Regions from separate parts of the Mus musculus genome. Here regions 2, 3, 4 and 5 are each linked to region 1. Evidence: chromatin contacts called from public Hi-C and HiChIP or PLAC-seq data. All regions are on one chromosome and are shown on one strand. Each heading gives the region's core, a stretch centred on a gene start, on an enhancer-like site or on the middle of the called end of the contact. The rest is flanking DNA. Distances are from core to core; before and after follow the strand shown. Region 1 holds the start of Anxa4 (annexin A4). Region 2 holds the start of Antxr1 (anthrax toxin receptor 1). Region 3 holds the start of Bmp10 (bone morphogenetic protein 10). Region 4 holds the start of Gkn3 (gastrokine 3). Region 5 holds the start of Prokr1 (prokineticin receptor 1).

Region 1 (5,075 bases), core at 847-3,346:
TGACACTTAAAGAAAAATCTGCTTACTCACTCTGTAGCTTCCCCCATTCCCTGACACATGACCCATCTCCAGTGCAGACCCCTCACCTTGCTCTCTCTTGGAGAGGATCAGGGTAGCCTACAACTATGCAAGCAAGATCAGGAAAAGAAAGGATTGGCTGGTCACAGACAAAGCAATGTGCCCTGGGATGTAGGGCTGTAGGACCAAGAGGCTTGCCCTGTGGGCACTGATGGCTGAGGGAGGACCAAGAGGCTCACCCTGTGGGTACTGATGGCTGGCAGGCACAGCTTGACCTGTTAATCTCCAGACTGCTTTCAGAGAAAAAGAAGATCCCTGACCAAAGCAGGGACTCCAGCTAGGAGGAAATCATCACCCTTTCCCTAATAGCTCTGTGTCTCTAGGACCACTGGGTGAGTGTACATGTGTGTGTGTGTGTGTGTGTGTGTGTGTGCCCTGAAATCAACAGAAAGCTGAGTTGACTGGCTTTGGCAAAATGGCCATCACTGAAGTTAGTGGCTCTCAAGTGGCTGTGGTAATCTCAATCTAGTTTTCAACCTCTCCTGCACACTCTTTACAAAAGCATTAAATTAATTAATTGTGTGTGTGTGTGTGTGTGTGTGTGTGTGTTCTCCAAGCCCACAATGGGGTGTCAGACACCCTGGATCTGGAGCTTCAGGCAGTTGGGAGCCATCTGGAGTGGGTACTGGGAGCATCGAGTGTTCTTGAACCAAGACCTCCAGCCCCTACCTACTACTCTTGTGTTGGTTTTGGTTTTTTGTTGGCTGGGTCTTTCTTTTTTTGAAGGCCAGATCTCGAATAGTCCAGACTACCCTCCAATATTACCCTGAACTACCGATTGTCCTGAAGTATGAGATTCTATTCCTTTTAAATCTAAAACGGGAAGCTTCCAAAAGGGTGTTGCTTGGGTTGGGACTGTCATTTTCTCCAAACTGTCCTCAAAGGCAAACGTACACCTGATTTATTTGGAGCCAAGGATAAAACCCAAGGCTTCTGGTGTGCTGGGGGCACGCTATCAACTGAATATATGCCTGGTCCTCTCTTCTTGTTCTTCTCTCCTCCGTTCTCTAGGGACTCACGGCCATAAATGGAGTTGCTTCCCACCTAAGGAAACAGTGAGTCTGGGAATGATGGGCAGAGGGATAGGTAACAACCGGCCATCCTATCCATCCTTCCACCATCCACTAAAGTGCCCAGTTTTAATGAAAGGCGCAGTTGCTTAAGGCCCAGAGTGCTCCTCCAGTAAATGGAGGCTTTCATACCCTTGAGGTGCACATTGAGCCAGCAAAGTGTTAAACCGCCAATTGTCTTAGGCGCCAAAGTCTCCAACTGGTCAAAGCACCGAGGACTAAGTTAAAATGTAGACACAGGCAGACACAGAATAAAAACTAAGAATAAGATGATTCCTGGGCGCCAGGCACTGTGTGGAGACCGTTCGCTACAAGAGAGGCGAGGAGCGCCCTAAGAAGACGAGAAAGCAAACTTACTTGCAAAAAGAAAAGGCAACACAAGTAGTGCTGGAGTGAGCTTCAGAGAATGTTAACTCAGTGGCTTATCCTCAGTGCGGAGTCCCGGGGGGGCTTTGACTCAGCAAAGGACTGCAGGAGTGCTGTGCACCGTGCGGCACTGCCTGCTCCTCCCCACGTTTCCCAGGTGGCTGCTCCGGTCCGGGACCTCACGCTTCCAGGGCGCGGAGCCAAGTGGCCCAAAGAACCCGCCTCTGGTCACAGCACCCGGTCCCTGAGCCCAAGATCCCCAGCCACAGTCTAGGACAACCGGCAGGAGCCCAAGATTCCCAGGTCCAAGCCTAGGACAGCGGGCGAGCCCAGGATCCCGAGGTTAAGTTCAGGTTTCCAGGCCCCAGCTGCGACCCAGCCTAGGATTCCCCAAATGAAGTCTAGATCTCCAGGTCCGAGCCTAGGACACCTGCCCGGAGCCTAGGACCCACACCCAGACCCCAGAGCCCGCGGCGGAGGTCCGGACCACTGCCCTAAGCCCCTTACCTCTGGTGCGGAGAAAGGCTCTAGACTACGGCGAATGCCACACCCTCGTCCCGGCCGATAGGACCCGCCCAGTCTCGGGGTGGAGACTGAGCCCAAGTTCCTGGTTGTCCCTTTGCCCACAGGAAAGTCCCTCCCCGGAGAAGCGCAGCTAGAGCACGAGAATCGCCCCCAGCACCAGGAGGGGCCTGAGGCAGATCACGCACTCGGCCTTTAACCCCACTGAGGACAGCGAGCCCACTCAGGACCCTGACCCTGCACAACCAGACTCCCAGGGTCTCAGCCTCGCGTCCTGCTGGGGTCGCACAACGTACTTGGGGCCTCGGCGCTCCAGTCTAGAGTGTAACTTGAAAAATCAGAACGTGACATCTGAGGACACAGTCCATGTCCTCCTTTCACATTATAACATACGTTCCAGAAAATTCTCAGCAGTTGCACGCCTCCCTTAAAGAAGACAGATGCAATCCTCAAAGTCAGGGGAAGGGTTCTCGGAGACAGGTACAGGTCACCGTTGGGACCGGGGTTAGAAGCAACTCTGGGTTTCCCACTAAACTTCCAACTGAAGCATTTCTTGGTTGCTAGCCAGCCTGGTTCTGGCTCCTTGCTGGACACGGAGGCACATGCCTCTTGCTACAAGGATAATGAATGCTTGAAGAACAGAGGCAGGTGCAGGCAACAGAGGCTCCACAGGCAACCTCCAATTTCATTTAACAAAGAATGGGTCGCTTTGGGCAGTGTTTGCTCTCTAGCCAACCAAAACCTAGGTGGTCATTATTTTAAATTGTATCAGCAACTGTAGCTAGAGGAGGTGGCTTATTGTGTGGTCAGGAGGAGGAAGGCTGAGGGGGTCAGGAGGAGGAAGGCTGATCTAGACTTGGGCCTGTTTTTTCATGTTCCAAAGTCTATATGTTTCTAAGCTTCCACAAGGGAAGACAAAATTAATCATGGTAATAGGAAGGACAAAATGAAGATTCAAGACTATTGTATCCTTTTAAAAGTAATTACATGCAGGGGAGGTGGGGTGGGGGGTGGATAAAGGTTAGTGTCTAGGAACTGTAGTTAGCCCACAGCTAAGCTGATCTTTATAGCAAGTGCAACCAGGCCACAGGCCTCTGATGTCACTTCTCCCAAAGTCTGCCCTAGCCCAGGTAGGGAAGCCACAGACAGAGGCTTTTACTATTACATATAAATACGTGTGCATTTTACTTATTTTATGTGTACAGATTTTTGTCTGTCTGTATGTCTACACACCAGCATAGGATCCCTTGGCTGCTGGGAATTGAAGACCTGTCTTCGGGGAAGACTCAGTGCTAGTCCCCACCTGAGTCTTTTATGGGAAACAAAGGCCAGGACTCCATCTGACCCAGGCTCATCTGGGATCTGAGGTCTGGGATCAGGGAAGGGCTGACCTCCAGTAGGAGTCTTGACTCTTTCTGAGCTCTGACAGGTGACATGCGACTTCTTCCAACAGATGGCAGGCTCTCCTGGGAATGCCCAGGAGTGCACTAACAGGGCATCTGCATCTTGTCTTACTTCTGGGGACCTGATCTAACCCAGAGCGACAAAACAATGAATAGAGCTGTTCAACTTAAGGACTCAGACTTCACACTAAAGATATCAAAATTAGGCACCACCAGGCACACACATGATGTACCTGCACACTTGCAGACAAAGTACTTGTATACATAAAGTAAAACAATAATTTTTTTATAAATATGAGAAGAGCGCCAGGCAGTGGTGGCGCACGCCTTTGATCCCAGCCCTTGGGAGGCAGAGGCAGGCAGATTTCTGAGTTCAAGGTCAGCCTGGTCTACAGAGTGAGTTCCAGGACAGCCAGGGCTACACAGAAAAGCCCTGTCTCGAAGAATATATATATATAAATGAATGAAAAGAGCACAGACTGCTCTTCTAGAGGATCCCAGGTTCAATTCCCAGCACCCACATGGTGGTTCACAACCATCTTTAACTCCAGTTCCAAGAGATCTAACAATCTCCTCTGGTCTCCATGGGCATCAGGCATGCAAGTGGTGCACAGGCATGCATGCATACAGACAAAAACACCCATACACATTTTTAAATACCAAAATAAATACACATATCTGTTAGATTTCAAGCCCAGAACAAATGGCCAAGTTACTTAACAGACGCTGGCTGCCATGTTCTCACTGCATCCTGCCTGTCCCGACCTGTGTCAGGCACCCTCCTGGATGGCATACCTTAGGAGAGTCAGATCAGCAGCAGGCTTGATTGGGAGGAGTTCCTTAGGGGAGGGAACTCATCTATGTCACGCCCAGGTTTCAGTAGCAGATGAATGAAAAAAATAAAAGAAAAAGGAAAAGAAAAAATAATAAGGAAAGAACATGACAGCTCCTAGGTATGGTGGAGGAGTAAGTTTATTATAGGTATGGTATGTGGGAGAGCATAGCCAGTGTCAGAGTGGACAGGACCCTGAGCCATGTGGAGAGAGGGGGAGAAGTAAGAGAGGAGAACTAGGTGCAGCGTCCAGGTTGCCCAGAAGAGAGCAGAGTAATCAAAAGGTTGGATTATACAGGAAAAGGCACCCAACCCCTGGGCTGGAGAATTCAGAGTAGAGGATAGGGTGTGCCTGCCAGGAAGACCTTCTAACAGGCAGGGTTTGAGGGGTGCAGGGAGGACCTGGCCCCCCAGTTTACTTTAATGTGTTAGGTAGGCACCTCAGCTGTGTGCCCCAGGGTTTGAGACCTAACAGTATTTACTTCAGATTTTCCTGAAGTTGAATGAAAGCAAGAGTAGACTTTTTTTTCCCACAACAAAACTGGGCTTGGTGGTACACACCTGTAATCCCAGCACTTGGGAGGTAGAACAGAAGGATCAGGAATTCAGGATCATCCTCGGGTACATCGCAAGTTCAAGGCCAGCCTGGGATACATGAACCCCTGTCTCAAAGAAACAATAAAAAAAAAACCAAAAACCTATCAATAGTCCCAGGGATGTAGCTTGGTGGTGAAGCACGTGCTAAGCATACACAAGACCCTAGATCCACTCCCTAGACGACATAAACAAGCATCTCTCAAGACT
Region 2 (5,017 bases), core at 601-3,100, 540 kb after region 1:
GGTTGTCTTTTGAGACAGTCTCAGGCAACCCTGGTTGGCGTCAAACTCCTTGCGTAGCCTAGGAGCCCAGAATCACCTTGACCTCCTCCCAACTGCAGGGCTTCCAGGCATGCACCACCTCCATCACAGTGAGTTTATGGGGTTTGTGGTGCTAGGGCTTATACGTTCTATAGCATCCTGCTGACTGAGGCACAGATCCAGCCCCCAAGTCCCCTTAGAGGGGCACAATGGGGAGCACCTTTGCCTCCAGACACAGTCCCAGAGGCTCCCCAACGCAGGGGCTCCAGTTCCCACCTGCTAAAGGCACAAAAGATTTTCCATTTCTTAGCCCAGCCCTGAATTTTCAGTATCCACCTTCTCGTAAATCTGTAAGAAAGAGACCTCGCTTTTTAATCCAAAGTACCTGGAGCTCAAAACAGCCTCTACGGAAAAAAATCAAGCCCCAGCAGCAACTGTGAAGCACATTTGGTGTCCAGCGGCCAGCTTATTTTTCAGGACTCTTGTTCCAAGTCCCAAATACTTTCCAGTCTGTGAAATTCACCTCCCTACCACTGTAGCTGCAAGCGCCTCTCCTGGCACTGGCACAGATCTAAGGAGCCCGGATCTTGAGGCACTTTTTATTGTTGTAGCCGCTTTTCAGCAGAGCGCATGAAGCTTACTTGAGTAACTGTGGCTTTGGCAAACCCTGTGGGGATCTGGAAAGTGTCGAACTGGACTTAACTCAGTTCTTCCTTAAGCAAAGTTCCTTTTAGTAAGGAGTAATCTTGCTGGTTTCCCTGGCAGCCCATCAGTCAAAAACCATCAGCCCAAATTGATCTACACCTCAGTTCTGAAGGCAAGGGGTGCTGGAGACATTTGCCAGCATTTGAAAGCATTTTTAGTTAACACCAATCAGGCGGAAGAGTGGCCTTGTGGCTGGCTTCTGTCTATAGGGTAGGGGGCAGAAATGGTGCTTAGAGCCCTTAAGCGGATGGTGAAGTCTGCACAAAAACTAGTTGGAACCCCAGAGGTGGAGAATCCGTGCCTTGGACTTCCACAAGTGCCCCGGGTCAACAGGCATCATGCCATGGAGAACAAAGACTGCATTTTTACATTTTGTAAAAAGAGGTGGCTAATTTTGAAGAATACCCACGTCTCCAACTTTGGAAGTGTCTGCAAATTCTACTTCTGGTTGCAATTCCTTCTCCCAAGATTGGAAAGCAATAAGACAAATAGAGCCAACTGCATCCTCCCTGGACTCGCAAGCTCCGGGCCAGAGACAGCAAAGAAAGCAGGCTAAGCATTTCAGACGCCCCGCAGTTGAGGACCGGCGGCCAGCTGTGGTGCGCCCTAGGGACCGCCCGCCCCAGAGCAGCATCCTCCAGGCACTTACTTGTCCAGGATGAAGTAGAGGTCGAATCCTCCGTAGCAAGCTGGTCCCCCATCCTCGCGGCGGCCCCCGTGTCCGGCGCACACGAGCACGAGTGCAGCCACGCAGAGTCCCCGCAGGCCCGCACCCAGGCGCCCCGCGCGGTCCATGCTGCAGCCGGAGCGCTGGCCTCGCTGGCGTCCGTGTGACATCAGGGGCGCGCCATACGCGGCCTGGGCTCCGGTCAGGTCCCCCGGCTCTCAGCAAACGCCCGGAAGCAATTGTTCAGAGAAGTTCAAGGATTTCGCTTTGGTTTCCGCTGGTTCTGAGCCCGGGTTTCGAGTTTCAGGGACCCAGGGCGTTCTGCTGTGTGGAGCTGCCGGGATAGGGCCACCAGGCCGCTCCCAGGCTGCGCTTGAAGCTTTGCAGTCGAAGCAGTTCCGTCCCGATGGCTCTTTGTCCTAGATTTTAAGTATGATGGGGTGGGTTTTCAAATTGTTCTTGGTTGGGGCAGTGCGGTGTCTTTGCTCCCTCCCTCCCTTCTTTTTTTTTTTTTTTTTTTTTTTTTTTTTTTTGGAAAAAGTCTAAAGAGTGCCATCTTGTGGCCAAGGGCGGCGAAAATGTTGGGGTCCCCTAGACCTTGGCTGGGGCGGAATTGGGTGGGGACTTTTGGCAGGGGATAAATCTTAAGAGTTTTCAGGTGAGGTGCACGCCTTTAATTAATCCTTCCTTTTCGTCTCCTTTCTTAACTTTTCCACGGCCAGGTCTTCATCCTCTCTAACCATCCCCCAACCCCCATGCCTTCTTTCTGTTTTGCTCTTCTGTATCTGCGGATACAGTCCCTGTAAACATTTGATGAAAACTCATTTCCTTCGAGCAGGGTGACTCCAACTCCAGGCCAGGACTTTGCAAACAGGAGCCTTTGTGCAAATGAAGCACAAGGCTTGATCTTACATAGTTTTACTGCAGATCACAAAGGGCTCTGGTTAAAATCTGCACAGACAATGCCACCGAATGTAGTTGTTGAGGTTTGGAACAGCCAAGGCATCTAGATTGTCCGCATCTCCACGTTTTAGGGAGTCTTGTGGTAACACCAACCCTGGTGACTTGTTTGAGGATTAACTGTTCACTGCTAATTCTCCAGTGCCTGCTAAGCCTTCAGGTGACTGCAGCCTCTGACACCCAAGCAGGCACCTGACCTGGCCCTCCTCTGACTCCCAACCTTGGAAAGCAGGCAGCAGTGTTTGCCTGTGCTCTGAGCTGCTGGCTTGGGGGTGGTTTGTTACTCAATCACAGGTAACTAATACATGCCTGTTATTAATTTAAACACTGGAGAATTTCTGTAGGAAGAAAGTTGATTTAACAGTTTTCCAGGCATGCTTGTTCATAAAATTGTCTTCAGGTAACACCTACTAGCACCCACATTTTTGAAGTTGCTGTTTGCAGGAAAAAAAAAATAATTAGGAGAAGTAAAAATACTCAAACTGACTACAGTTGCTTTTTCTATAATTTTTTTACTGCCTCAAACAAGGAAAACCCATCTTGGCCCCACTAAGCTCTGTGATAAGAAAGAGGAGGGGATCTCTACAGAAGCCAGCTGGACCAATGAAGGCTGGAAAACTAGGGGGTGAGGGGCACTGGTCCAGGACAAGGAGGAACTTGGGGACAGTGTAATAAAGGAAGTGATCTGAGCCTGGAGGATAGGGTTTACATGTCCCTACAGGGAAGCAAGGGACAGGAGAAGCTAGCAGTTCAGAACATCTCATTCTCATGTCCTGGGTGTCCTCTGAGCTCTTTAAGAGTTTGGGTGGCAGAGAAATGCCTTGAGAATATTATGGGGTGGGATTGGGGGTGGTCTAGAAGGTCTGCCTGGGAGAGAGCAAAAGGTCGCTGATAGAGCTCCCTAAGGCCAAAACCCACCATTGCATAGAACAGGTAGAGGCTTAGGTTCCAGAATGGGCAATTTCATTCAAAATGTTTACAGAGAAGTGAGGATTGTAGAAGAGTGTGCCCCCCTCCCCCCACACACACCTTAGGATAAATGTGGCCCTAGAGAGGGCAGAGAAGTAGCTGGAGTCATTCGGGTATTGGAGTGTACTAGCTACCATGCCTCTCTGTCAAGATTATGCAGAGGCCTTTTGATCCAAGAGGATCATCTCCAGCTTGCTGCTGCTGCTCCATTCTCTTCTTCCTTCCCTTCTTCTCCTCTGCCTCTTCCTCCTTCTCCTCCTCCTTTTCTTCTTCCTCCTCTTCCTTCTCCTTCTCTTCCTCCTCATCCTCTTCTTCTCGATCCTCCTCCCCCAGCTACACAAGTAAAAGCTAGGGTGTGAAAGGGTCTCAACAGTCCACGTATTGTGGGCATCAGGAGAATAAGCCCTGGGAAACCTCCATTTACCATTTGACATTAACAAATTGTCAGTTTTACAGTGAGAGGAGGAAGTGATTCAATCCTGTGCTGTGCCAGGTCACAAAAGAACAAGGAGACAGTTTTTGACTATTCGGACGTTTTGTCTGACATAGGAAAACTACTTAAGGATTCTAGAAATCTCCAGTCTTTGTTTTTCAAGAGATTAGAGAAATTGCCTTCAGACTGCAGTGGCAGCTTCTCACTGACCCACTCCCTGTGGACTCCTTCCTCCCATGATGCTTCAGCCAAGTTGTCAGACACCTGCTAGGTGCTTCATCACTCTCTCATGTTGCTATGTAATCTTCCCAGAATCTCACTGGGTACCAACATGCTACTTGGATTATTGACAAAGGCTCTAAGAAGGACTCCAGACAGTACAGACAGAATAAAATTTAGATTGTTTCTCTTATAGATAGTTGCCAACAATGTAGACAATTCTAACACATTCATGTCACATTCATGTCACCTAAGCCCACTATTTATAGGTTCTCACTAGTCCCTGGACCACACACTTTGTGCAGAAGGGTCAGGAGAATATTTATCAGAAACAACTTATCTTCTGGAACAACAGAATTCTGAAGAATCTGAGCCATATTGGCTTTGGTGGTGGGATAAACAAAAGTACTAACAATCAAGCAAAGTCCAAGCTCTGAAGCTACAGGAAGACGCCATGAGGGCATCCCAGAGGCCAGACAATCTACAGCTTCAGCCCAGAAATGGTCAGAAATGTTCAACTCAGGAACATTAATACTTGCCCGCCCCCAAGCCAAGCTGAGTCTAGCTTCAAGGAAGTGTGATATAAAATAGCTTATGGTTCAAGCCAATGCACCAGCCCAAAGCCCTCTTAGCAGCCTTTGCAATGCAGAGACGAAACCCACTTAAGAAGGAATGTCACTCAACTATGACTAATCCAGAGCCCTCCAAAGAATAAGCTCATATGGTAGATGGGTCAATTATAAGCCCCAAACAGAACCTACTGAATCTGATTCACAAGCTAGCTCTGCTAGGGTCACATACTATCTACATTAATCTTGGTTTTCTCACCACTTGGGACAAACAAAGCAACAAGGGGGTCTTTAAATAGGAAGGGATCCTATCTCTAATGGTGGCAAGGACTTGCAACAACTGCTCACATTACATCTAGGGTTAGGAAGGAGAAAGCAATGGATGCCACAGGAGCACAGCTGGAGCCCCAGCCTGTGGAATGCTATCACCTACTGTCAAGGTAGGTAGTAACTGTCAATGCCACTACCTACTGCCTT
Region 3 (5,185 bases), core at 1,155-3,654, 640 kb after region 1:
TGGGGACGGACATTCAGCTCCTTTGGAGTCAGGTGAGAGTCACTGGGAAGAGATTTCTAGAGAAACTTACCTGATAAAGAGACGCTACATCAAAACGAAAATGCATCTCAGGTGCAGAAGACAGAGGTGATTGCTGTTTCCTGCATGCATGCACAGAGCCCTGCCTCTTCCTGGTCCATGCATCACGGGCCTGGTGCGTAAGGACCTTCCCTGAGCCTGTAATTCAAGATGGTGTAGGTAGTGGGCTGGAACTGCTCTCGTTTTCCTAGTAAATCAATTAACCAGCTGGAGATACTAACACGTTGTTGGAGAAATCGTCTAACTCTTTAGTTTATTACCTTCTCTGTCACCAAACCAAGGGAAACCAGTGAAATCTCTACTGCATGTTTTTCTGCATGGGGTGTGATGAGCTCAGAACCATGGTGTGTGTGTGTGTGTGTGTGTATGTGTGTGTGTGTGTATGTGTGTGTGTGTGTGTGCTGTCCTCTGACCTTTGAAATCAGTGCACCCCAGGAACTGGAGTGCAGCCACGTGTTCCAAGGTCCTGTGGCAGTTGCACGTACTTGCCTGCCATTCAGAATTGTGGAGTGTGCGTTGACATGTGTGTGTGTGTATGCAGATAGGCAGGTGCTTGTCCTGATCAGCACATGATATAGGAGGCTTGCTGTAATGCTTTTTGGAACCTCGTGTTAAAAATGCATCAGCAGTAGATTGGGCTGTGGGGCTGTGGGACCGTGACCCACCCATGTGTGCACCTCCTCAGGTTCGATCTATTTCCAATCTGCAATTGCCATGTGCTACTTAAGCAGAAACAGCCATCAAAACACTGGATTTCAATCAACTGCCAGACAAGTAGACAATCAGCAGCTACTAAAGATAGAATCCTTCCTAAGACAGCTTAAAAATTACTGTAAAAATCTAGGGAAGGGGAGAAAGAATCCAATGGTGACTAGAAACTTTGGTGGTGAGAATGGTAAATGGGGATGCTTTAGCTAGCCTGTTAGGGAGAGAATAGAAAAGCTTAGCCAAGAAACTAAGCGGGTATCCGAGTGCACCAATGGTTTAGGCACTGTCCTCAGAACACACTGAAGGCTGTACAGGGAACGCACCGAGCAAGCAGAAGAAATTCCATTATAATTGTCCCTGCAGGAGATAACCCCTTGGAGCTGTCTACAGAGCCAAGTGACAGCACCTCCCGCTGCCACCAATTAGCATGGCTTCAATGGTCAGCCTGGCTTGTTACTCCTAAACTGGACACACACTCAATTGTACCAGCCCCACACCCCACCCCTTCCCAAGATGCTTGGCATTTTTCATCTGTTTCGTGATGCTGTTTGCGAAGCCCATGGAGTTTTGGACTTAGTTTTGAAGGTGAACTTGGCAGAGGTTTTGGTCAAGTAAATAACAAACATAGGACCTGAATCCGCATCCAGACACCGCCTCCTCACTGACTACCCCTGTACAGGTGGGCTGGGGTCTAGTTGCTATTGCTGTCCATTCCTGGTCTAATTGGAATCCTGGTTACAAAGTCTGGAAGTTTCTGTTCCACAATAACCAGACTGCCTGGGCTTAACTCGAGGCTTCATGACTGCACAGGTCAGTGGCTTCTGACCAGCCATGGGACCTCGGAGTCTATGCACCTGACAGGGATGAAAACAGGGTTATCAGACAAAGCACATTAGATGGTTTCTGAAAAGTTCTTCAATATGCTACACTCCGAAACTGACTGTAGTCGGTCGCTGGCTTACCTTCAGCCTGATCAAATCTATAAAAAATACAAAACCAATGACCGTGACATTCATTCTTTCCTGTTTCGAAAAACAAATGCCTCGAAACTTGTTTATGAGTCATTGATGTCTACTTAACTTGGAGTTATTGGCTATTTAGTCCATCTTTGGACATGTAAGCCCCATCCGTGAATCAACACACATCACTAATGATTTGCATTCTGTTGAGTCTTAACATCTGTCATACACACGTGCAAAACTGAATCCCATAAGCCCGGAATCCAGACATTCCTACCAAAGGAAGCTAAATGGAGGGAAGGGTAGCAGAGCCTTTGCAAAGACAAAATTGTCCTATCTCTCGCCAGTGTCAGAATGTAGAAATGTTTACAAAATGCTCATTAAAAGAAAAAGGGGTTGCAAGATAAAAATGAAATCTGGTGTACAAGTTTACACTGGGAAGATAAGAGAGGCTAGGCCCTATAGGGGATTTTGCTATCCAATTACTGCAACCTGACTTTTGGTGGGGAGGGGGGAAGGGGGGAAGGGGGAAAGGGGGAGGAGGCGGAGGAGGGGGGAGGGGAAGACAGAGGAAGAGTTTCCATACTTGTGTCGTGTCCAGTGACACAAGACATTTACACTCCGCAAGATAAAACTGCCAGTTACAGCCCAGGGGAGTTAAGCCTTCCTAGGTTGGCCTGGGAGCTGAGCAGAGAGTCATGGGGTCTCTGGTTCTGCCGCTGAGCGCCGTCTTCTGCCTGGTGGCTCACTCGGCTTCTGGCAGCCCCATTATGGGCCTTGAGCAGTCGCCCCTGGAAGAAGACATGCCCTTCTTTGATGATATCTTCACGGAGCAAGATGGTATTGACTTCAACACACTGCTGCAGAGCATGAAGAACGAGTTTCTCAAGACGCTGAACTTGTCGGACATTCCTGTGCAGGACACGGGCAGAGTGGATCCACCAGAGTACATGCTGGAGCTCTACAACAAATTCGCCACAGACCGGACCTCCATGCCGTCTGCTAACATCATCCGGAGCTTCAAGAACGAAGGTAGGCTGGCTTGTGCGTACACACGGGAGGCTTTGGCTTTGGCTTTTCTCAGGAAGAAATAAGGAAATGTCCCTGTGGGGGTGATGTGGGAGAGGATGCACTCGTGGAAACGCATGGCTCGGACACAGTGCATCGACTGTACCACACGATCCTCCCAGAACTCCAAAAGTGCTGGAAAATATCTATTAATGAAAACCCACAGAATACCCATCATTCTGATATCACAACAGGTTCTTGATGTCATTTTAACCTGGACACCATATATCAAAAAAACGTAAATGTTGATCTTCCATCTTCTCTACCATCTTCTAGACAGGACTCGATCTCTATCTGGTGTTGATAAGAATTAGTCAACTATTTTTTAGATCAAAAACAATTAAAAAAAATAGAAATTTGGGCTTTTTAGTGTGTTCGAACTCTGGGCGAGTTTTCATTTCTGATTTCATTTGATCAGTGTCCTGATAGAACAGAACTGTATTTGGGAGATTCTTCTCATAGTGTGTTGTGTTTAATGAGCCATGTTCCCATATTCATATAATCCATATAATCATTGCTTATAATAAGACTCCAGGAAGTGTGCAGGCCCAGCTGATTGTGACTGTGTCTTCATGAAGAGTGATACACATATTTCAAATTATTCATTGGAAGCTCTTGGAAGCAGAAGGCAGTGGCACAAAACAGCTCAGGACCGCTGAGAGCTGGCTGCCTTGGGAGGTTGTGAATAACTAGCGTAAGTGATTGGAGCACCCACTTCCTCCTGTAAGCAGAAGCTGCTTAGCGCAGATGAGGGAATCACAGGCAGCTCTAGGTAAGAGAGGGTGCATGGTTAGGAAATGCTGGACAAACCATGACGACTTTCAATGAATTACTTAATATTCTAGGCGCTGGAGTGAACATTGAGAGGATATTCCTCAGACACCAAGATAGTATTTGCTGTTAAAAATTCAACCTATGGCCGCCATTTGTACTTAGTAACATATTGCGGGTGGAAAGAGCAAACTGAAATTTCAGATTTCTTTGGAGGCAAGTCTGGGAGAAAAAGAACAACCTCCCAAGGAGCCTGCCTCAGATTGCTGCTCTGAGCCATGGTCTAGCTCAGGCATGGTGAGAATGTGGTCTAGTTCAGGCATGGTGGGAATGCGTTGTTCGATTTTGTCTCTTACTTCTCCCATGGAAGAGCAGGTGACAATGGTGAGGATATGACCTAGCTTACCATTACAGGAGATGCATGGGGAGGGATCAGACTTGGAGACACCCAGCCACTCACCCCTTGCACCTCTGCCAGCCTAGAGGAAGACTCAGGCAGCAGAGGACCTGTGTCCCCTCAGCAGGCTCTCCCTGCTGGCTGCTGTCATCCACATACTCACCTCTTGTGTTTGTTCAGTACCATGCTCGAGGTGAAGACCCAGAGGATCCCAAACCTAATTCATCTTGGAACCAGTGTCACATGCAGGGTGGAAAATGGGACTTCACTTCTTATGTTGGCTCCATCCTCTATATTGTCTAGGAAGTCAGATATGGTTGGTTCATATCAACGCGTGTTGGTTTGATCTCTTCTGATGCAAAACTAGCATAGGTTAGACATGTGCATTGTAGGGGTCATCGTAACAGCCACACAATTTGCAGAACCACTGGTGTGTGAAAGCTGTCAAGGACATTCTTTTTCTTGCCCTGAAATGTGACTTCTCCATGATCTATTGTCACATATGCAAAGAATTGTGGGTGGTTTTGTTTAGTTAGTTAAGGGTTGGTTTGTATGTGTGTGTTGTGTTGTATTGTCTTGTTTTAAGCTAGTCTTGAACTCACCATGTAGCCCAGGCTGGCCTTGAAATACTCATATTTAATTTTTTAAAAAAATTATAAACTACTAATTTCTTTTGAGACAAAATTTTACTCTGTAAGCCAGGTTGAGCTTGAACTCACAGCCCTCTTGTTCAAGCCTCCTGAATGTGAGCTTATTTGTTAAAAGATATATCTTCACTGAAGTATAGCTCATCTATAGAAATATGCATATATTTAACTTGTATAATTTAAGTGCTCCGAGTGTAAACAGCCACTGAAACCCCCATCTCCACCACAACAGTGAGCTTGCCCACTTTCCCCAAGGCTTCCTCCATTCCTGAGGGGAACTGCCTCTCTCGCGGAGGAGCAATGAGCCTGCTCTCCCACTTTTGATCTTCTATGACAGCAAGTGCATAGAGAGACTTGAAGGCACCAATGTCTCAAGGGGGAGACCAAAGGTGGAAGCGGGAATGAGGCAAGATGGGTTTCTTTTCAAGAATCGGAAGAATGTCCTCGAAGGCTCACAGTACAGAAAAGGAAGGCATTTTAGTTTTAGTGGTTTTTTTAAAGTGAGAAATTTACTAATCAAACACACACACACAAAATATTCATTCAATTGATCAATA
Region 4 (5,300 bases), core at 572-3,071, 600 kb after region 1:
ACCTCTGAGGGCATCGACATGGATGGTCTGGGTCCCCACAGAGCCATCCAGAGGATAACTGTCGCTAGTGTTCTAGAAGGAGCAATCAACAATGAGTAAAGCCAGTGGCCCCAAGTGTCTATCTGCTCATCCTGTGCAGGGTTAAGGGGGAATCCATGAGAAACTACAGGAATAATACCCCTGGGTATTATCTTTGAAATGTTTCTGCTAAAAGACATAGGTAGACTGGACCCTCTCCACCATACTCACCGTCAGCGCCAGAGCTGGAACTAGAAAGACAGTCACAAGAATGGAAGGCGCAATCTGAAATGGAACAAAGGTCACTGTGCTTAGTCCTTGGCCTCTGATGAGCTTAGACTCCAGGGCTGCCTTGCTGGGGTCCACAGCTTTCACCTCCCTCCATCCCTGCAGAGTTCCCAGGTGTGTCAGGACACTATAGCTTACTGTGTTCACACAGGGTGTGCCTGCTGCTCAGGAGGCAAGGTTTTGTCAGTCACTCAAGGACACTCCTATGTGGCTTCTACTGTCAATCACTGGGATAGATTTAGCCAACCTGACAGGGTAGGATCAGCCTGGACCACTATAGCTCAGGCCTCCCACTCTTCCTTTTTGTGCTACCTCTCTACTTCCAGGGCTGGGCACATCCTCTACTCCAGCTCTTGATCCAAACCCCAAATCTCACAGTCAGCCCTATTCCGCCTCTGCCCACCCTCCATCCCCCCTGGAAACTGACACCCTCCAGGCTTCCTTTCCTCTGAATTCTCTTACCTTGCCTAAGAAGAAAGCTACTCACTGTTATTTGCATACTATTTTGGGGGAAATTATGTTAGAATGTACCTAGGCCTTAAAATATTTAAGTTGTTCAGTTCCTCTATGTGGTGTGCTCTGCCCATCAAGGGAGTTTTCTGCAGCAGACATTAATAAAAGAATAGGGGGCTGGGTTAAGCTAGCCATAGTTTCTTGTGTACTTGAGGCTGGCCCAGCTCAAGTGCACCCATCATGACAAGTGGGACTGGCAGGGTCCTCCCTTCTCTTAACATCCATGAAAAGTCGGCATCTGGCTTCAGTAACAAACGGGGCCCCTGAAAGTCAAAGGAAGCGGCTATTCTACAGTGTTATCATCACCACAGTGCAGTGCAGCGCAGCTGCCATAGACACAGAGCTGCAGAGGGTGAAGCTGCTTTAGTGAAAGCTGGATGTGGTCGTGCCTGCCTTGAATGCCAGCACCCAGGAGACTTAGATGGAGGATTTGGAAAGTCTGAGACAAGCCACAGCGAGTCAAAGTAGCCTGGACTACAGAATGAGGCCTTGTCTTAAAAAAGCCAGAGGGACAAAAAGCACTCTATCCCAGCTGGCCCCACATGCATCTAAGCTATTCCCCACTGGCAATTTGTAAATACGGAAAACCACTGCAGACAAGACTCCAGCATATGAGTATCTACCTGGCCTCCAAAGAGTCTTGACTTTTAAGAAATTAGTTATTGATTCCATTAGAGGACACCCTTCCTTCAGATTCTCCAAAACAGAAGTGCCAACAGAAGATTGCACACCCAATCATCGTTTGAAAATTCTGCCTGGGTTGATTTGAACAGTTCCTGGGGCAGGGAGGATCCAGACCTCCTTGGCTGGTCTGACTGGGATATATATATGCTCCACATTCAAAGTTAAAGATGTACTCACAAGGCGTCTCATGTTGTCTCTCTCCAGCGAATGCAACGGCATGCATAATACAATTTTCTATGATCCGTTCATTTCCCAAGTCTAGTTTATATAGACTTCAGCCTCTCAGGTCTCACTATGATAAGGGGCTCAGGGACTGGTTATCTACGATCCAGAAACCATTAGGGGGAAAGCTAGTTATGTAATTACGGTTATCATTTCCTTTTACTAGATCCGAGTGTTTTTCTTTCTCTCAATAGCTCGGCAGGTTCCAAGGCAAACACTGGATAAGAATAGGTCTTTGTGGCTCGTGTACTCCTGACCCCAGAGCCACTGTGTAAGGACTTATAAGCTGCTGATACAAAATCAAGGGGATCACACTTGAACTTCTTGATTTCTGAAAAGTATTCTTTTCCTAACAGTGAGAGCGGGTCGAAGAAACCTCATAAAACCCAAGAGACAAACTGATTTACAAGATTATTGATTGGCAAACAGTCTTGTCCCTTCCTCATCCAAACACAGATCACACAGTTTGCTCTGCACCCTCTGCCTCCACCAACTTCATCTCTATTCATTTCTTCAATGCCCTCTCTGTCTGACGTAGCTCAGGTCCCAGTGAACTCTCTGATGCTTGGTCCCACTAATGTGGATTTTCTGGTTTGCCTCTTCATTTCAGGGTAGTTTTTCTACCAAATCAAACCAAACCAAACCAAACAAAACCTTTGACTTGCTGCAGAACTACTGAGACATGAGGAACTCTGACCCTCACACAGTAGCACCAATTCAAGGGCTTTCACACACTTGTTTTTTCAAGCTCTGATTGGTGGCGCCCCAGACGTCTGGATGAAATTCAATTCCCTAGAGTCAGACATTTCTTTCAAGAGGAGGATTACAGAGATGACCCTGGGCATCAACGTGATCAGAGCAAGGAAGGCAGGCAGGCAGCTCAGCCCTGACTGGGCTCGGTGCAATTTGGCTATGGGAAGAGCAAATAGCTAGGCTTTGGAAACTGCCAGGTCACTCAGGGTTGAGATAACACCATAATCCCATCTGCAGTGTTCCTGATACTTTATAAAAAACAACACACGGCCCACATACTCAGCCACCACTGTGTCAGCAAAACAGATTACAGAAGATTACAAGGAAATATAACTACATGTGTTTATATGTGCCTTATAAATAGAACTTATAGGCCAATACCACAGTCATGATTTCAGCTTTGTAGTGCCAGTGGTGTGGGTTGGGAGGAACTGCGCTGTTAACCATTTTGCAAATGAAGACAGATTAATGGTGCCAATCACATTCAACTCCTACCTCTGCACTAGCCAGTACTATGACTGCACAGCTAAAATGTGAGTTCGAATTTCTGGACTTCAAAGGATCAAACTGTATGTATTTCCTTCCAACCACAATGTCCTTTAGAGTTAATTTATATTCAGCTGCAGATCAAAAAGGGCAAAGGTTCTAATTCTATGCCACCACCCAAGGTCTTCTGTGTTTAAGGGTTACTGTGTGAACAACTAATTTCGTTGGAGTCTCTCTTCAAGTGGGGAGCAGAAGCCATTCAATGGGCAGCTAGGTACCCCTCCTCTTATGCTAAGGAGCAGAGAAACCAAACTACAGGCAGCTATGTCCTAGAGGGAGAACCAGCAGGTGATCCCAAATGAGCTTCCATTCTGGAAAGATCTATGAGAGGACACCTAGCTAGGGCTCCAGACAGGAAGGAGACTCCAGTCCGTAAAGAGATGCAGAGAAATGGCCTCAGGGAATCAGAAAGCCTTGCAGAGGCAGCAACCCCTGCCCTTCACCAGTATCCATCACGAGGGGGCTCTAGCAGTCATTCAACTTTCTCCTCGGATGTTCAGTGAGACCAGTCTGGGGTTTCACTCCCTACTAAATGGAGTCTCTGTTGACTGATGAAAAGAAGCTATGATATTTTTAACAATAAAAGACCTCAGGCAACTGGAGTTAAAATAAGAGCATTGGACTGCTACTTTAAATAATGGTGGTTCAGCTGGTGACTAAATAATCTATCCACATTCAGTTTTGCAAAGGCCACTAACCATGTGTCAGGAGGAGTGGCCAAATCTGTTCAACCTTGGCCTCTTACTGAGCAACACGTTCACTGAGATGACGTTTAGAAAGTACCTCCTTTTGAGTTTACATATGATTTTTCAACATGCCTCAAGCTCTTCTGGTCCTCAGTATGACTTGGCTACTGCTGCCCCTTGCCTCTGCCTTCAGACACTTTCTAGTCTATCACATACACTGAGCACATCTGGCCTTCCGTCTTGCCCATGGGCCGCCCTGGCTTTGCTGACTAGGCCCCCTGTTCATGACTGGACACCCTAATTTCATCCTTTTCTGCCTTCTCTGATTTATGTTTGGATACTATACGCCCCCACCCCCAATCTCTAGGCTTGCCTCACTCCCAGGCAAATGTCTTCCTTGTAAGCGTAGCTCCTTGCCTGTAACCCTTGTGTGCATGTTTCCATTGGGTTTCATTTGTTTGTATAGTTGTGTGACCAGGGCATTAAATTGGACACCTATGCCACTCAACTGCCAAGTTCATAAATTAGAAATTTTGTTGTGTTTTCTGGTAAAACTGCAGCACCAGAGGAGATATTCGGGAATTCATATGCTAAATGGCTGAATAAGTGGATTTTATGCACGACGCATTATCCATATGTCATGGTTAGTTTTGTTTGGTTTGGTTTTGTTTGGTTTGGTTTGGTTTGGTTTGGTTTGGTTTGGTTTGGTTTGGTGTGGCAAACCCTAGAGCTATCTGGGCAGGGGACTCTCAACTGAGAAAATGTCCTGTAAGACTGGCCTGGAGGCAAACCCACTGGAGCATTTTCTTACTTAGAGACTGATGGGGAAGGCCTGGGGACCCTTTCTTTCTCAAGTTCCTTTTGGTCACAGTGCTTTATAACCACAACAATAGAAACCCTAAGCTACCACGTTTGTGTTTCCTGGAATTCTTAGCAGTAAATAACAAGGAGCAAATATTTGTTTAAGTCAATGGCAAATAATGAAATCAATGTGAACAAGGAAGGCAACTAAAATATGAATATTACAGCCCTCTCTGTAACCCCAGCTACAGTTCAATTAAGGTTATCTGAGAGACATCATTAATATTTTTGTCCACAAACTTGTGAGTATGAGGTGAAGGGGAAGGCCAGAAAGGCCAGGCATCAGCAATGCTGTTTGCCCTTTATCTTGCATCCTGGAGCCTTGGCAGGACCCAGACTCCTTTGCCGGATGCCTGGTCCTGTTGGTGTTTGTTCGGCACACTTTGATCTTCTGGATACACACGGTGCCCACTGCAAACCAGAAACACCTTTGTCGGTGACTCACAGTCTCCAGCTGCAGTCTGGATGCTGACATCTGGGTTGGCCTCTGCTGTGATCTTCTCACCTTTGCAGCCCAGGTGCTCAGCACCAGTGAGACTTTCCCATGCTGTTCCTGTATACTGCTCCCCAGTTCCTCATTCTGGGCAGAAGGTAAATCTCTAACAAGGCCACCAACATACCAATGTCCTGTGTTCTGTCTGAATCAGCTCCTTTTCACAGAGTGCAATGCACCGGGTGTCTGACCTTCACGCAGGTGCCACTTGTTTTATATTCCTGTTTCCATGCCTT
Region 5 (5,097 bases), core at 742-3,241, 800 kb after region 1:
AAAGTGAATGGTAACGAGCCGGTTTGGGCTTCATGGCCATCGAGTGCAGAAAAGAAGTCGGTGAAGGTGTCTGTGGTATTCTCACCCAGAGCCCCGACAGTGGTCTCCATCTAGGCAGGTGCACACCCCTGGAGCAGTCCCACTGGCATCCGCAAGGTTGACGACTCCTCTCTGCAAGCACTTGGCTCTCCCTCGGTGAGTCAGATCTTTCCAGCCAGCATCTGCGGGACCCGGTATCTGAGTTCCATTTTCAACCTTCGAAAGACATACACACAATTGGTTACATGTTGGAGGGAACTTTGGATGAGTTTAAAATCATCCTGAAACCTATGCAGACCCATTAGCCACCTGCTCACGGCACACACAGATAATGGAGTGGAAGAAAGGGCCAGTGAGAGAACCCAGGAGAATGCAAACCACATATCCACTCAGCCGGGGAAGGCTGGAGGGCCGGGAAGACAGGCTCCAGCTCCATTTATTTCCACTCCAATGAAAACCAAAAAGCTATGCTCTTCCTCAAGCTGCGAGGGTGAGACGGTGGAACGCAGAGGAGGCCTGTCCTAAACCCCAATCCCTGTGTGAACACCTGAACTTTGTCCTTGTGGACAGCCCCATTCTGAGGTAGCAATAGCTGCTTCCCACAGCTGGAAAGAAAGGACTCGTCTTGGGGCTCAGCATAGCACAACTGCAAATTCACAGAGCCCTGAACACAGAGAACCGAACCTGGAGCCTCCGTTTACAGAGCCCTCCTACTGGAAGGCTTCTGCAAGCTTCCTGTGTCCCTGTCAAAAACCTGCTGTGGCTCTACAAGCTTGGCACACTATGTGCCAAGGCTCGTCCTAGTCGAAGGTCACAGTCACAAGCTGTCACTTAACCCAGAGGGCTAGAAGGGAAACCTGAGAGCAAAACCCCTTGGTGAGAGGTGTGTCCTCAGGTTAACAGCTTAAACACGCACGGTTTTCAGTTTAAACACGCAGGGTTTTAACATCCTCCAGGCAGATCGATACTGTCTGTAAAGATCAGAGCTGTTGGAGAGGCAGTGAGTGCTATGCCCCAGAACCACCCAAGTCAGTGCTCAGGCCTCCAGGCCAGCTGCAAGGAAGGGAGGGAATCCTGGACTAAAGACCAGCATCCCGCAGGGCAGGGATGGGGAGAGAGGGTCTGTCAGTAGTGAATCTCCCTCCTGACTTTTCCTTACACCTCTCCCAAGGCATCAGGCCAGGGAACTGGATATGGGAGAAGATCGGGGTCTGGAGTACACCCTAAATGTCAGAAGGAAATAAAATTGCTCAATCTGAGATCCTGGGAAAGGGAGGAAGTAAGTTGTCCCCAAGATTTGCCCCAAAAGCCTGCTGCCCAGTGATAAGGGGGCAGGGCTGAAGTCCCTCCGCACCCCAGGAGGTTCGTCCCACCTGAGCCCTCTCACAGTTCTTTCGTAGGCTTTGCCCTTCTCTCCTGGTCAGCTCAGCCCCCCCCCCCCCCCCCAGCTCTGCTCCCATTAGATAAGAGGCAGAAGGCAGAGCTGAGAGGCCAGCAGACGCTGCCCGGAGCCCAGGCTCATCCCTTCTGAGGGGTACCTCTACAAGCATGCTGCCAGCTCGGCTCAAAGTTAGGATTTAAAGAAACGGTCCAGAATCGCCTAGGAGAGAGAGACGGTTGGAGGACTTGTCCCCTGGTCTTTCCTGGAATTGTTCTCGCCCTGGGGAGCAGCCCACTACCTTATGTCCTCTGCTGCTGGGGCTGCAGTCCCCAAGGACCCTCTTCATTCACCTAAGGCTGTGAGCGGGCAGTCTAGGCTCCGTCCACCCTCTACACGTGGTTCTCAGAGCGTCTCCGGGGCTGTCGGTACCTGCGAACCAGAGCGAGGATCTCAGACGCTCCTCCGGAGCTCTGCAGCAAGGGCTAGGAGCACCTCTGTCTTCTGAGGGTCTTTCCGTGCTCGAGTGGCAGCTGGCCTCCTACTACTTCGGCGGACGGACACACTGAGCAGAGGCTAAGGCCAGCCAGCCCCGCCCACAGCACGCTGTCTCCGCCCCGCCCCGATGTTCCCGCCCATATTCAGTGATCTCCCTCCTGCTGTCTCTCCACTTTCCTCTCCCTTCTGTTCCCATCTTTCACTCTCTATCCCTCACTCTGGGGACAGGTCCCTAAGTCGAGTGGAACTGAGGATGCTGAAGTGTCAGGATGCAGAATGTGTGGCTCCGTGTGTCGCCTGAGCACCAACTCTAAGGCGACCCTGCATGGTGTGACCAGGCTCTGCCTTTCTTGAGCCCCTGGCACCTCGAGTTCACTGGCCCATTGCCGCCCGAGTGGGCGGACTGGTCACGGGAGCTTGGCGCCTTCAAAGGACAGAGAATCCCTTCCCCTGCTGTTCTCCCTGGCTGGGAGCGCTCAGACCTCACCCCTGGGCTTATCTCTGCAGCCCTCAGCTGAGAGCATTGTCTGCTGCCTGGCCTCTGTGGTAAGCTCTTAGGGATTTCTGGAGAATGGATTCAGGAAGGAAGCCTCTATGCCATGTCTGCTCAGCAGCATGACCAGGTTTCCAAGTGTTAAATAGGAATCACCATGCAGCCAGCAATCCCATCTAAAATACACGACTGGAAAAAAAATTGAAAGCAGGAATTTAGGTATGTGTACACCGATCCCCACAGCAGCTCTAGTCACTGTCATCAAAGGGCAGAAGCAACACAATGTCAATCAACTGATACAAAGAAAACAAAGGAGTGTGTGCATATCTTCGCAGTTTACTAAGCCTTCAATGTGTGTGAACTGTAACAGGTATAACTCTCGTGTGCAGTGGCAGAGGTGTAAAATGGCGTGGCAGCTGTGGGAAATAGTACAATGCTTCCTCAAAAGAAAAAAAAAAAAAAAAAAAAAAGGCTTTCCCTACCACCCAGCATCTCCACTCCAGGTAATTCCTTAAAATCAAATAAATACAGGGTCTCAAAAAAATCAAATAAATACAGGGTCTCAAAAAAATCAAATAAATACAGGGCCTCAAAGAGATGTTTGCAAATTCTGTTACAGTGTGGGCAGCCCTGAAGCCACGTGTATTAATTATTTTCCTCATTGCTGTAACCAACACTGGACAAAACCGGCTTGTCAAAGTAAGGGTGAGGTTAAGAAAGGATGCAATCAAAACACAAGAAAATCAAGAAGAGGGAAGACCAATGAGTGGATACGTCATTCCTCCTTAGATTAGGGAACAAAATACCCATGAAAGGAGTTACATCGACAAAGTTTGGAGCTAAGACGAAAGGATGGACTATCCAGAGACTACCCCACCCGGGGATCCATCCCATAATCAGCCACCAAACCCAGACACTATTGCATATGCCAGAAAGATTTTGCTGAAGGGACCCTGTTATAGCTGTCTCGTATGAGGCTATGCCAGTGCCTGGCAAATACAGAAGTGGATGTTCACAGTCATCGATAAGATGGAACACAGGGCCCCCAATGGAGAAGCTAGAGAAAGCACCCAAGGAGCTGAAGGGGTCTGCAACCCTATAGGTGGAACAACAATATGAACTAACCAGTACTCCCAGAGCTTGTGTCTCTAGCTGCATATGTAGCAGAAGATGGCCTAGTTGGCCATCACTGGGAAGAGAGGCCCATTGGACTTGCAAACTTTATATGCCCCAGTACAGGGGAACGCCGGGGCCAAGAAGTGGGAGTGGGTGGGAAGGGGAGCAGGGCGGAGGGAGGGTATAGGGAACTTTCGAGATAGCATTTGAAATGTACATAAAGAAAATATCTAATAAAAAATAAATTAAAAAAGAAAGAAAAAATAAAACAAATAGCACTAAAAAAGAAAAAGAAAAAGAAAAAAAAAGGATGCAATCCACCATAGCAGGGACGGTGTGGCCACTGGAGTGTGGGGCGGCCAGTTGAGCTGCATCTGCAGTTAGGAAGCAGACAGAGATAAACACTAGTGCCCAGCTAGTTTCTCCTAGTCACTCCTCGGAGTCCTCAGCCTGTGGAATGGTGGTGTGTACATTCAGGACTAGTCTTCTTTCCTCAGTTAAACCTTCCTAAAAACATCCTCATTGGCATGCCCAGAGGTTTGTCTCTTAGATAATTCTAAATTCCATCAGGATAACAGCAAGAGTGAGTAACCAGCAGAAGACCACCCAACTTGATGCCCAATTATATCACTTTAAAATTTCAATACTCCATGCTTGGTTCTCAAAGGTTCATGGCTGCCAGGTGGTGGTGGCGCACACCTTTAATCCCAGCACTCGGGAGGCAGAGGCAGGCAGATTTTTGAGTTCGAGGCCAGCCTGGTCTACAGAGTGAGTTCCAGGACAGCCAGGACTACACAGAGAAACCCTGACTCGAAAAACCAAAAGGAAAAAATAAATAAAAAAAAAAAAAAGAGGAAAGGTTCGTGGCCATCTCATAAAACAAAATGTATTCACCACCCCAACTTCAGAAGTCCTCATAGTCTCTAACAGTCTCTTCTAAGACCTGGGCAATCCCTTTAGTGTGAGCTCCTGAGCTCCTGTTTTTGTTGTTTAAGTTGTATAGCTCTAATTTACAACGGCATAGGGTAAACATATCCATTCCCAAAGAGGGACAGTAAAGAATGATAAAGCAATACTGAAACTCCGGCAGAGCAAACACCAAACTTTGCATCTCCATACCTGGCGTCTGGGACTTGGTGTATCACCATGTGGCTACCAATGGGCAGAGACAGCTGGGATGGCTATTCTTGGTTGTCAACTTGGCTATATCAGGAATTAACAAAAAACCCAAGTCTCTGGACACAACTGTGAGGGGCTTTTAGCTAATTGGATCGTTTGAGCTAGGAAGACCCACCTTGAATCCAGATCACTTGAGGTGGGAAGACTCACCCCACTCCTGTTATCACACAATCTGTATTAGTCATGGTTCTCTGGAGGAATAAAACTAATAGAATGGCTCTCTTTCCATATAAATACTTTAATGTATATATCATATAAATATATATCATACACACATATACGTATATGAGGGGTGTATTGGAGTGTTTTCTAGGCTGTGGTCCAGCTCATCCAATAATGTCTGTCTATGGACAGACGACCGCTACAGGAGACAGGGAAGGAGACTTTGCTCTTG

The links. A called contact is a pair of places that touch in the nucleus more often than the background predicts. HiChIP or PLAC-seq counts read pairs in DNA pulled down with a chosen protein or histone mark.
Region 2: a Hi-C map of myocytes shows a contact between it and region 1, with 3 times the contacts expected there. The contact joins the promoter of Antxr1 here to the promoter of Anxa4 in region 1. A contact is called at or near these places in 2 of 484 Hi-C or Micro-C datasets (the N1E-115 cell line and myocytes) and 1 of 115 datasets of contacts at active chromatin or transcription factors (embryonic limb bud).
Region 3: an H3K27ac HiChIP or PLAC-seq map of bone marrow-derived dendritic cells shows a contact between it and region 1, with 2.7 times the contacts expected there. The contact joins the promoter of Bmp10 here to the promoter of Anxa4 in region 1.
Region 4: an H3K27ac HiChIP or PLAC-seq map of bone marrow-derived dendritic cells shows a contact between it and region 1, with 2.4 times the contacts expected there. The contact joins the promoter of Gkn3 here to the promoter of Anxa4 in region 1. A contact is called at or near these places in 1 of 39 promoter capture datasets (the C10 cell line) and 1 of 115 datasets of contacts at active chromatin or transcription factors (bone marrow-derived dendritic cells).
Region 5: a contact with region 1 is called in an H3K27ac HiChIP or PLAC-seq map of embryonic stem cells, with 2.5 times the contacts expected there. The contact joins the promoter of Prokr1 here to the promoter of Anxa4 in region 1. A contact is called at or near these places in 2 of 115 datasets of contacts at active chromatin or transcription factors (embryonic stem cells and pancreatic cancer cells).

The regions. Positions count from the first base shown.
Region 1 is chr6:86,791,488-86,796,562 of GRCm38.p6, forward strand. Anxa4 (annexin A4) reads right to left here and starts at 2,097. Exons shown (of 13, transcript NM_013471.2): 1 at 2,022-2,097.
Region 2 is chr6:87,333,925-87,338,941 of GRCm38.p6, forward strand. Antxr1 (anthrax toxin receptor 1) reads right to left here and starts at 1,851. Exons shown (of 18, transcript NM_054041.2): 1 at 1,373-1,851. The coding sequence starts at 1,518.
Region 3 is chr6:87,426,590-87,431,774 of GRCm38.p6, forward strand. Bmp10 (bone morphogenetic protein 10) reads left to right here and starts at 2,405. Exons shown (of 2, transcript NM_009756.3): 1 at 2,405-2,777. The coding sequence starts at 2,444.
Region 4 is chr6:87,387,114-87,392,413 of GRCm38.p6, forward strand. Gkn3 (gastrokine 3) reads right to left here and starts at 1,822. Exons shown (of 6, transcript NM_026860.1): 1 at 1,681-1,822; 2 at 250-303; 3 at 1-72. The coding sequence starts at 1,722.
Region 5 is chr6:87,588,752-87,593,848 of GRCm38.p6, forward strand. Prokr1 (prokineticin receptor 1) reads right to left here and starts at 1,992. Exons shown (of 3, transcript NM_021381.4): 1 at 1,850-1,992; 2 at 1-255. The coding sequence starts at 110.